Linked DNA regions of Gossypium hirsutum: region 2 is linked to region 1. A link is a contact called in public Hi-C data. All regions are on one chromosome and are shown on one strand. Each heading gives the region's core, a stretch centred on a gene start, on an enhancer-like site or on the middle of the called end of the contact. The rest is flanking DNA. Distances are from core to core; before and after follow the strand shown.

The links. A called contact is a pair of places that touch in the nucleus more often than the background predicts.
Region 2: a contact with region 1 is called in a Hi-C map of leaf, with 2.2 times the contacts expected there. The contact joins the promoter of LOC107913611 here to the promoter of LOC107913616 in region 1. A contact is called at or near these places in 7 of 34 Hi-C or Micro-C datasets (callus, hypocotyl, leaf and 1 more).

What each region holds. Positions count from the first base shown.
Region 1 is chrD11:50,888,186-50,892,973 of Gossypium_hirsutum_v2.1, reverse strand. LOC107913616 (beta-glucuronosyltransferase GlcAT14B) reads left to right here and starts at 3,186. Exons shown (of 4, transcript XM_016842265.2): 1 at 3,186-3,842; 2 at 3,957-4,032; 3 at 4,128-4,243. The coding sequence starts at 3,353.
Region 2 is chrD11:51,052,591-51,057,836 of Gossypium_hirsutum_v2.1, reverse strand. It overlaps LOC107913611 (cation/calcium exchanger 1), which reads left to right and starts at 1,594. Exons shown (of 1, transcript XM_016842262.2): 1 at 1,594-4,041. The coding sequence starts at 2,135. The coding sequence ends at 3,934.

The DNA.
Region 1 (4,788 bases), core at 1,937-4,436:
GATCATTTCACAATGTTTTAAATACTGTGATACGCTTACAAGATGTGTTATTTAAAAAGGCAGAGCCAATTACAACTAATTCTATAGACCCAAGGTGGAAATGGTTCAAGGTATTGGAGTGAGTTCCATATATAGCTCGTACATAATTTAGTTGATTTAGATTTAAATATAGTATCCTAACCCGAGGTTTTATACATGTGATATAGAATTTTTTAGGTGCTTTAGATGGAACCCACATCAAGATTAGGGTTCCAATAATTGATAAACCTAGATATCGAATGCAAAAAGGTGATATAGCAACAAATATGCTAGGTGTTTGTACACTAGGTATGCATTTTGTTTATGTTCTTCCTGGTTAGGAATGTTCTGTTGCTGATGTATGGGTTCTTCGAGATGCAATTAGTAGGAGACATGGACTAAAAATTCATCATGGTAAAGTGTAAAATTAGATGAATTTGAATTAATTTTTAAGATAATATTTTTTTGTGAAATTAACCATGAGAAATAGTTTTTTTATAAGTTGTTATTATCTAGTTTATGTTGGATACACAAACTGTGAGAGATTTCTTGTATCATTTGAATGAGTGGCGTTAGGGTTACCAGCCAAGTACTCCGAAAGAATTTTTCAATATGAAATATGTTTCAACGCGTAATGTTATTGAAAGATGCTTTGGGTTATTAAAACTTAGATGGGGAATACTTAGGAGTCCATCATTCTATCCTGTGAGGGTGCACATTAGAATCATTATTGCATGTTGTTTGCTCCATAATTTTATTCGAACCTATATGAGTATTTATCCTATTGAAGCAGAGTTGGGAGAAAGATTACCTAGTAATGTAATAGATGACGATGAACCGAATATCATAAATATTCATCCATCGGATGCATGGGCTACTTGGAGGATGGAACTAGCCAATCAAATGTTCGATGAATGGCAAGCATCTAGAAATTAGTTAGGTTTAGGGTAAAAATAGTAAATGTTAATTTGTTTATGTTATTTCATGTATCTAGTTTATGAAACTTTGGTAGTTTTTGAATTGTTTTTTGTACTGTACTAGGACTTGTTGAATTATAATTTATCTTCTTTTGATTCATCATGTGTTATAATTTTATAAAGTGTCAACCTTTTGATTCATAATATTGAACTTAATTTTAATTTGGATTTTTTCTTAAAATAGTTATGTTAGGTTTTTCACAATCAAGTGTTTCTTCCCAAAATTCTCGAGGAACCAAAAGGAAATGGATTCCAAAAGAAGATGTTGCGTTGGGTGCTTGTATGGTCGACTTGCACAATGTTAGAACCTTTAGTGTAGATACGGGATTCAAAGCCGATTATTTAAATGAGCTGGAAAAAATGTTAGAAAAAGTTTTACCCCATGCTATGTTGAAGGCTAAACCTAATCTTGAATCGAGGATTAAGACATTGAAAAGGGATTGGACAATCGTTTATGACATGTTTAGTGGAAAAAACAATAGCGGCTTTGGTTGGGACGAGCATAGGCAACTTGTTGTTACTGAAGATGCTGTGTGGAACTCATATATAAATGTAAGAATTATTTCAAGTATTTATTATCTTGTTTTGACCAAACCTATATCTAATATGGATTCCTCATTTTTTATAGAGTTATAAAGAAGCCGGTCAATTCAAACATCGTAATTTCCCTTATTATGACCAACTTACTACCATCTACGTAAAAGATCGAGCCACTGGGAAAGATGCTCAAATAGCCACTGATATTATTGAAGAAATAGATATTGATGATGTAGCTACTACAAATACTCATGAAAAAAGAAACAATTTCCATGGATGCGAAGTTGATGTTTCTTTGGATGACATGGATCTTTCAGCTACACAACTGCAACCACCTAGAAACCAAGGTGATTCCACATTTTTCAAAGAAGAAAAAAAAATTCTGATGCAAGTGATCATATTTCTTCTACTTCATTTACTAATACTGCAACTTTATTGGCGGAAAACATACGGACCGTTGGCCTTGAAATAAGTGGGAGTATTGCCTCCGAAGTTCTAATTCAGCAAAAGTCAGAAATGACCATTCAAGAAAGTGCTCTAAAATTATATCCAACCTCATGTGAAGTAGAAGGTTTAACTGAGGATGAGTGCTATCGTGCGTTGAGCAAAATTCTAGACCATCCAATGTAAATGCTCATTTTTTTTAGTTTACCTTCTTCGGTGCGATTGGAATGGATCAGAAGATTTCTTGCTGACCATTAAAAATCATGGTTGTGTTGATGATATTTTGGTAACTTTTTGTGTTTGTAATATTTGGGTGGTATAATAACATGATAGAGTGTCATTACGATGTTGTAACTTTTTTATGTTGTAAAATTTAGCATATGGATTATGACATATAAGCTAATGAAATCATGTAACTTTTTGTTAATATATGAATATTATGTTTGGATGTGAAATATAATTCTCAAGCTATTTATTACTTCTAATATTTTATTTTTTTATTGTAGAATAATTAAATTATTTGTTTCACTGATAATATTTTAGCACATTAAATATGTATTGTAGTTTAAAAATAATAAAGTAGGTTATATATTATTTTTATAATATTATATATTATGATTTTTTAATTCATATAATGATTATATTAAGAATGTTATTAAATTGTATTTAATAATAATTTTATTAAAATTTAATAACAATAATCATCTAACTAAAAAATTTTGTTAAGGGTACTTTGGTTATTTAAGTCTTTTTTCTAATATATTACAACATCTATTCTATTCAACCAAACACAAGAATACTATTAAAACTCTATTTCATTCCATTCAACTAAACAATAAAATTACTGATTATAGCTCTATTCTATTATAACTTTATTCTATTATAACTCTATCTAATTACAAGACTATTCTATTATGGTACTCAAACATACTAAGTGTTAAACTAAAGTGGAGATTAAAGAAATATGAAAGTAAAGAAGATAAAGCTTCCTCAAGAATATTTAGAATGCTTTTTAAGGTTTGGTTGTTTTTTTGTATTTCGTAAGGAGTAAGGATGTTGACTACTTATCATGGGGATTTCCCCCCAAATTCCACAAATATCCTATTCAAACGTAATTCTGCCCACGTGAAACCATAGGCAAAGTAGTAATTACATTACCTAATTAATAGTTTTGATTGCAGGGACAGGTGGAGGCCTTCACTTCAAAGTAAGCAACCCCTGCAATAATTTAATACACACTTCCACTTAACCTTTTTACATGGTTCTCCCCAATCTTTCACATATGCCATCCCTAACATTAATATAAACCATTTAAAACTACCCAGTTCTTTTTTGTTCTTCCCAACTGTCTCTCACTTTTTAGTTTCTAAACTAAGATGGGGATCAAAGTTTTCATGGTTTCCTTCATGTTTACCACTATTCTGTTGTCTGTTTTGTACCTCCCCACTAAACTAAGCATCCCCATTACAAGGTTCAATCCTATGGCAACCTTAAACATTGTACACCCATCCAACAGGACATACCCAGTTACGTTTGCCTACTTAATCTCAGCATCCAAAGGGGATATAATCAAGCTAAAACGTACCCTACATGCTCTGTATCACCCTGGAAATCAGTATCTGATCCATCTGGATTACGAGGCGCCTGCCTCGGAGCACAAGCAAATTGCAGAGTTTGTATCCAATCACCCAGTCTTTAGCTTGGTTGGTAATGTTTATATTGTTGGGAAACCCAACTTGGTTACTTATAGAGGTCCAACTATGCTTGCTACTACTCTTCATGCTATGTCAATGCTTTTGAGATGCTGCAAATGGGATTGGTTTATTAACCTCAGTGCTTCCGATTATCCTTTAGTAACTCAAGATGGTATGGTGAGTGGCCTTGTTTCTTTTCTTTTTTTTTTCTTTTTTTGTTTTCCATCTGTTTGTATAATTGCATTAATGGAGTTATGACTTCATTTATGTTGGTGGGTTTTTTCAGATCTGATTCATGCCTTTTCTGGTTTGCCAAAAGATCTCAATTTCATTCAACATAGCAGTCAGCTGGGCTGGAAACTGTAAGAAATTGTTGTTTCAATCTTGTTTTGCCCTTTTTTAAAAAAAAAATAAAACTTTAGATTTCAATATGAATCTTATGATAAAAATACTGCAGGAATAAGAGAGGGAAACCCATAATAATAGATCCGGGGCTTTACAGCAGGAACAAGTCAGAAATCTGGTGGGTTATCAAACAAAGGACACTACCAACGGCTTTCAAGCTTTATACAGGTTTTTCCCCCATACTCCTTGATTATTTCTCCATTTTGTCCTCCCCCTTCCGTAGTTTGCCTTTCAAATTCATCTAAAAGATAATTCACTAGATCTCTACCATAGTGTGAGGTCCTGAACAAAGTGAAGAGACATTACATTGAAAAGTACCATAGTTCACGCACACGGTTCATGCATCCGAATACATTAAAAGATTTTTGGGGTTTTGTAAAAGTGGGTCCCTGTGTTTTGGGCATATTTTGAATCGTTTTTTGTTTATTGCCTTTTGGTCTGTGATTGTTTTCAGATAACCCACTGCCGACAAAATGATCATTTACTTATTTGCTTAAAATATAAATCCTGAAAGCTCAAGGTCCTAGTTCCAAAACTCCTAAAATTATCTTTTTTCTTTTATGATGTGGGTACACTCCAGTTTTAAGGGTTTCCTTAACTTGGACTTGTTAATCTTTTTGTAGTTCAAGTATTTTGCTTCAAATATAGACGAAGGCCCTACCCCTAATTAGTTGGAATAAGTGAGGTCAACTTGTTACTTGGTTGAAAACTCC
Region 2 (5,246 bases), core at 345-2,844, 170 kb before region 1:
ACTTTTATATGTTTTGTTCATTTGATTTAAAAAAAATAAAAGTCACAAACTTAAATAAAAAGGTTTAATTAACTTTAAATTAAAATAAATTAGTGAAATTAATATTTAAAACTTATTATCAATTTTAATGTAAATCAATATTAAATATGGGAAATTTATTTTTAATAGTTTTAATCAAAATAATGAATTTACATTTTTAGATACGTTGATACAATGTACAACAAGAAAAGATGTAAAGAGTAGTATGTGGTGGTGTTAAGGAAACCGACTAAAGAGTCGAAAAGTAAAAAATGGACAAAATGACAAATTGGTTGTTGGAAGAGAGTGATTGCTCGAAGTATATTCAAGGCTTAAAAGGTCGATCATTTCTTCATCGTTGGGAAAGTATTTATAAGAGAAATCCTTTTATCTTGTAGTGTAATTGGCAGGATGTTACATCGGATGTACTGACATAGTGTACGTGCGAACATAGTGGTTCTAGACAGCACGAGGTTGTTATTGTTCTCTAACAGGGCCCATTTGTTGTTAGATGTGTGTTCACACTTAGAAGCATTCATACCTAAAAAGCAAGTGTCTAATGAGGTAGTTTGTTAGGCGGGTGGACTTGTCATCTTGTCCACCTTCGAGGAGGAACGAGCGGTCCAAGTTCTTAACTAAGAACATGGGGAGGGTTAGGTGGAAAGAGCAAGTGGTATGACTTGGGAAAATGTTTGGGTGAGGGGGACCCAATGATGTAGTGGTGAATCAGACCCTTACTAGCCCTAAAATGAAAAATTTTATATTTAGGCCCTTTATAGTTTATAAAATTTTAAATTAGTAATGGTAAAATTACACTTTGTCCCCCAAAATGATAAAAAATGATTTAATCCTTTTAAAATTATAAAAATATAGACTATTAAAATAGTAAAATTACATTTTTACTATCTTAAAAATATACAATTTAATTCTGGTCCCACAATTTTTTTGACTTCACCCCCACAATGATGAGTAGGGAGGCTGGTTTCGATGATTCATTATGATGATATGTGTTCGAGGTTTAAAGGTATATCAAGATAATAAAAGTGTTAACTTTAAAAGGTAATTAGGGATTCAGTTGCTCACCCTGATGTATTATAAATTATAGATCATATATACAATATTTTATTTTTACATGTTAAATAGAATAGAAAAAAGAAAGTGGGAAAAGAAAATGAAAATCTATGAAGCTCACTTGTGAAAGAGACCCGGGAATAAAATTTCAAGTACTACCCAAGCTTCTGTTCCATTAGCCCATGTTAATTGCTAATATCGTTCCAGCAGATGTGTTCTCTTTTTACAAATTTCATGAATCCCATGAAAATCCCATATTTGTTAAACCAAATACTTGTAGCACACGCAAGGGTTGGTATACCAATTCGGATGAATCAACGCAATCAAAACTTCCAAGTCTTTGTATTAAGTTTTCATGGATTCAAATGTTGTAATTTTAAGATATTTAATTGGTTTATTCACTTTTTTTACTTCCTTTTGAAGCTTTGGCATTAGGAAATTTCCTTGCCATCGTACATATTACATTAGAGGTACAAGCCATAAAATGGTTCCAACTTCGTAATCAATAAGCAAGCCATTAAAGGTTTGCCTTTCCAGAATATATATTAAAACAAACATACAGAAATCCACCGAGACTTCACTAGTTTTATTTACATGTTCTCTTGATGGACCTGAAACAATGAACAGAAAAAATAGACATATCTTCTCCCACTTTCTCATCTTTCAAACATTACTTGAATGGTGTAGATTTGGACGGTTTAAAACACTTATGTAAAAAGCCCAAGCTAAAATCCAGATTTATGTGTGTTTTGGATTTTGCTTTGCTGCTGGAAAATGATATGATTTAAGCCTTGACTGGTACATTTTAATATGCTATTTGTTGAGTAAATGCAACAGTTGTATTCATTATTCACTGTTAGTCTTATTACTTTGAACAAAACTTGCTTCTTGGATAATATCCCCCACCTCTCCATATAACACAGCTTGAAAGAAAACCCATCACTTACCCACCAAGAATGAACCTTCAGTAACCATGAACTCCACATCTCAACATCCACACCCTTAACATCATTTCTTGCAAAGCTTCTTGTTCTATCACCTGTGAATGGCAACTTCATTGTTTCTGGTTAAGAAGCTCCCTCTTTTACTTAATGTATCCTTTGTTTTCCTCCTCTTCTTCTTTATCATAACTTATGATTTTCTTGGTCAATCGAATAATGAGCAAATTCCCATCATTAATAGCCACTCTTTGATCCCCCATGGAAGCAACAATGATAGCTGCGCCAGTCTCCATGACTTCACTGATTATAAGCATAAGTGCTTGTATGTTAGGTCTGAAATCGGGTGCAGGCCTAAGGGATACATAAACTATCTCCAGATTTTTTATTGCACTTGTGGCAGATTTCCGATCCTTGGCCATCTTGTACTCTTTATTTGGCTTTTTGTTTTGTTCTACTTATTGGGTGATACTGCTGCAAAGTACTTTTGCACTTCCTTGGAGAGTTTGTCTAAAATCCTGAGGCTTTCCCCTGCCATTGCTGGAGTCACCCTCCTTTCACTTGGCAACGGTGCTTCTGATGTTTTTGCCAGTATTGTTTCCTTCACGAGATCTGGAAATGCAGGTGTTGGCCTAAATAGTGTCTTGGGTGGTGCCTTCTTTGTGTCTAGTGCTGTTGTTGGGGTTATTAGCATAACAATTAGCCATCATCGGATTCCGATCGATGAGCCGAGCTTCATTAGAGACATCCTCTTCTTCCTTTTAGCACTTTCTACCCTCGTGTTCATCATTTTTATTGGTGAAATCACTTTGTGGGGAGCTATTTCTTTCCTCTCCATCTACTTCCTGTATGTTTGTGCTGTTTCTGCATCACATTTCTTCAACAAAAAGAAGGAAAGGAACATGGAATCCGTACCAGTTTCTTCTGTTTCAAACAGCAATGATAATATTGGAGAGGTTGGTATACCGTTACTTGGTTATGCAAGTGATGAAAAATCTTTCATGGTGGATAAAGGAGCTCATGAAAACCAAGACGAAACCACAAAGTTTTTCAACTTTGATTCACCAAGTTTTTACTACTTCGGTAAGTTTCTGGATCTTTTGGAGTTACCTTTATACTTGCCAAGGAGATTGACCGTTCCAATTGTCGATGAGGAGAGATGGTCCAAGCCATATGCAGTCATTTCAGTGACATTAGCACCATTAATGTTGGCCGAACTATGCAATTCTCAAAGGGAAAAAACCATGGGTTCCAAAACCAGTTTGGTGACCTATATGATTGCAGGATTGGTTGGAATGGTGCTGGGGAACCTTGCCTTTGTGACCACCAAGAAGTCTAGCCCACCAAAGAGGTGCCAATTACCATGGCTTATTGGAGGATTTCTAATGAGTGTGACCTGGACGTATTTTACAGCTGAGGAACTAGTATCTTTATTGGTTTCTTTTGGGAATATCTTGGGGATAAGTCCTTCAGTTCTGGGGCTCACTGTCCTTGCTTGGGGAAATTCACTTGGAGACTTAATATCTAATTCAGCAATGGCAATTAATGGTGGGGCAGATGGAGTTCAAACTGCAATCTCTGGGTGCTATGCTGGGCCCATGTTTAACACATTGGTGGGTCTGGGGGTATCATTTGTTTGGTCATCATGGTCTCAATACCCTTCTTCATTTGAAATTCCTAGGGACCCTTCTCTTTATGAAACACTAGGATTTCTAATGGCAGGCTTGCTTTGGGCACTGGTAATTTTGCCAAGAAAAAATATGAGATTGGATAGGTTCTTTGGGGGTGGTCTCTTAGTCATTTACTTTTGCTTTCTCTTTCTCAGACTAGCCAGAGCTCTTGGTTTACTCAAACTTTATGAGGCTTTCCCACCTCACACCCTAAAATGGTGGTCTTCTTCATTGTAATTTCTGATAGATACAGATAGCAGTAAACTAATATATATATATACACAAATATATGGCAATCATTATGTATACTATGAATCAAAAATCAAAGCTGCTTTTCCATTTCACTTTCTTATTTTCAGCCAGAAAATTCAGGATCCATCGATTGCAAAAGGGTGGTTTTGAACTTTAAAATGAAAATTAAAGGATGAGATAAGAAGAAATTATTTATCCTTTCTTTGTCATTGTCACTTGTTTTTTTTTTTTTTTTTGCTTAAGCAAAGCTGGTTTCATATGAAGTTCTCTTGTTCGTCTTTTTTCCTTGTTTAGTTTCAAAACAAGAGAGCAACTACCATATCATGTGATTGATTTAGTCCACACATAATTGCTATTAATCTGATAGGAAATTTAATCGAGATTAGATAAACTGGTCCTTTTATAAAAACATTTTCATTCATCGTGTTGTTTTTGGCAATGGATTCTTCAGGATATATTTGTAGTCTTACTTTTCTTCTTTGATTCTAGTCTCAAATGTAAGCATAAAAAATCGTGATTTGGATACGATCTTAATTAGAAATTTCAATCAACAGGTAAGGCTTCACACGATTTGTAGTCTTCAATTTCATTATCACACTTTCAATTATATATTACTTACATGTATGGGTTGTAATTTGAAAAGAAACCGGGGATGGCAAATGTTGAGAATTTGGAGTTTATTGGATATCATCTTCTAAAACTAAAGATAAATTTAAAAGGAGCCGCACAATCGGCCTCAAACTTGTGGCTTCTCCAACCTAGTAATTCATTTAAATCTTTTTGTCATTCAATAATTTTTTAGCATAAAAATACTTCAAAAAATTATTGCGCGAGTATTTGGTATACTGGTGGTATACTCCAAGACATGTGTTTTTTTTATTATAATTTTTTAATATTTTACCGTATTCCTATAGGACACTTGTCAACCCCCTACCTCTACTTGTGGAGTCTAAAAACTTAACGGGTAATGTATCAAATATTTTTTTTCCAAATTTATTTTGACACCTTAAAATTTTTTAATTTTGTTCTTTTTTATCTCTCCCTAACATAAAATTTCCGGATTTATTTTTATACCAACCCAAGGGCGAAGCCAGAAAAATTTTTTAGGGGAGTCGGATGAAATTTTAATTTTTTAAAGTCTATATCTTTATAATTTTTAAAGGATTAAATTGAATTTTTATAATTTTAGGGGGGCAAAGTGTAATTTTACCTTTATTAATTTAAATTTTTTAAAATATCTTAAGGGCCTAGATAACAATTTTACATTTTAGGGGGGTTGGGCCCCTACCAGCCCCCT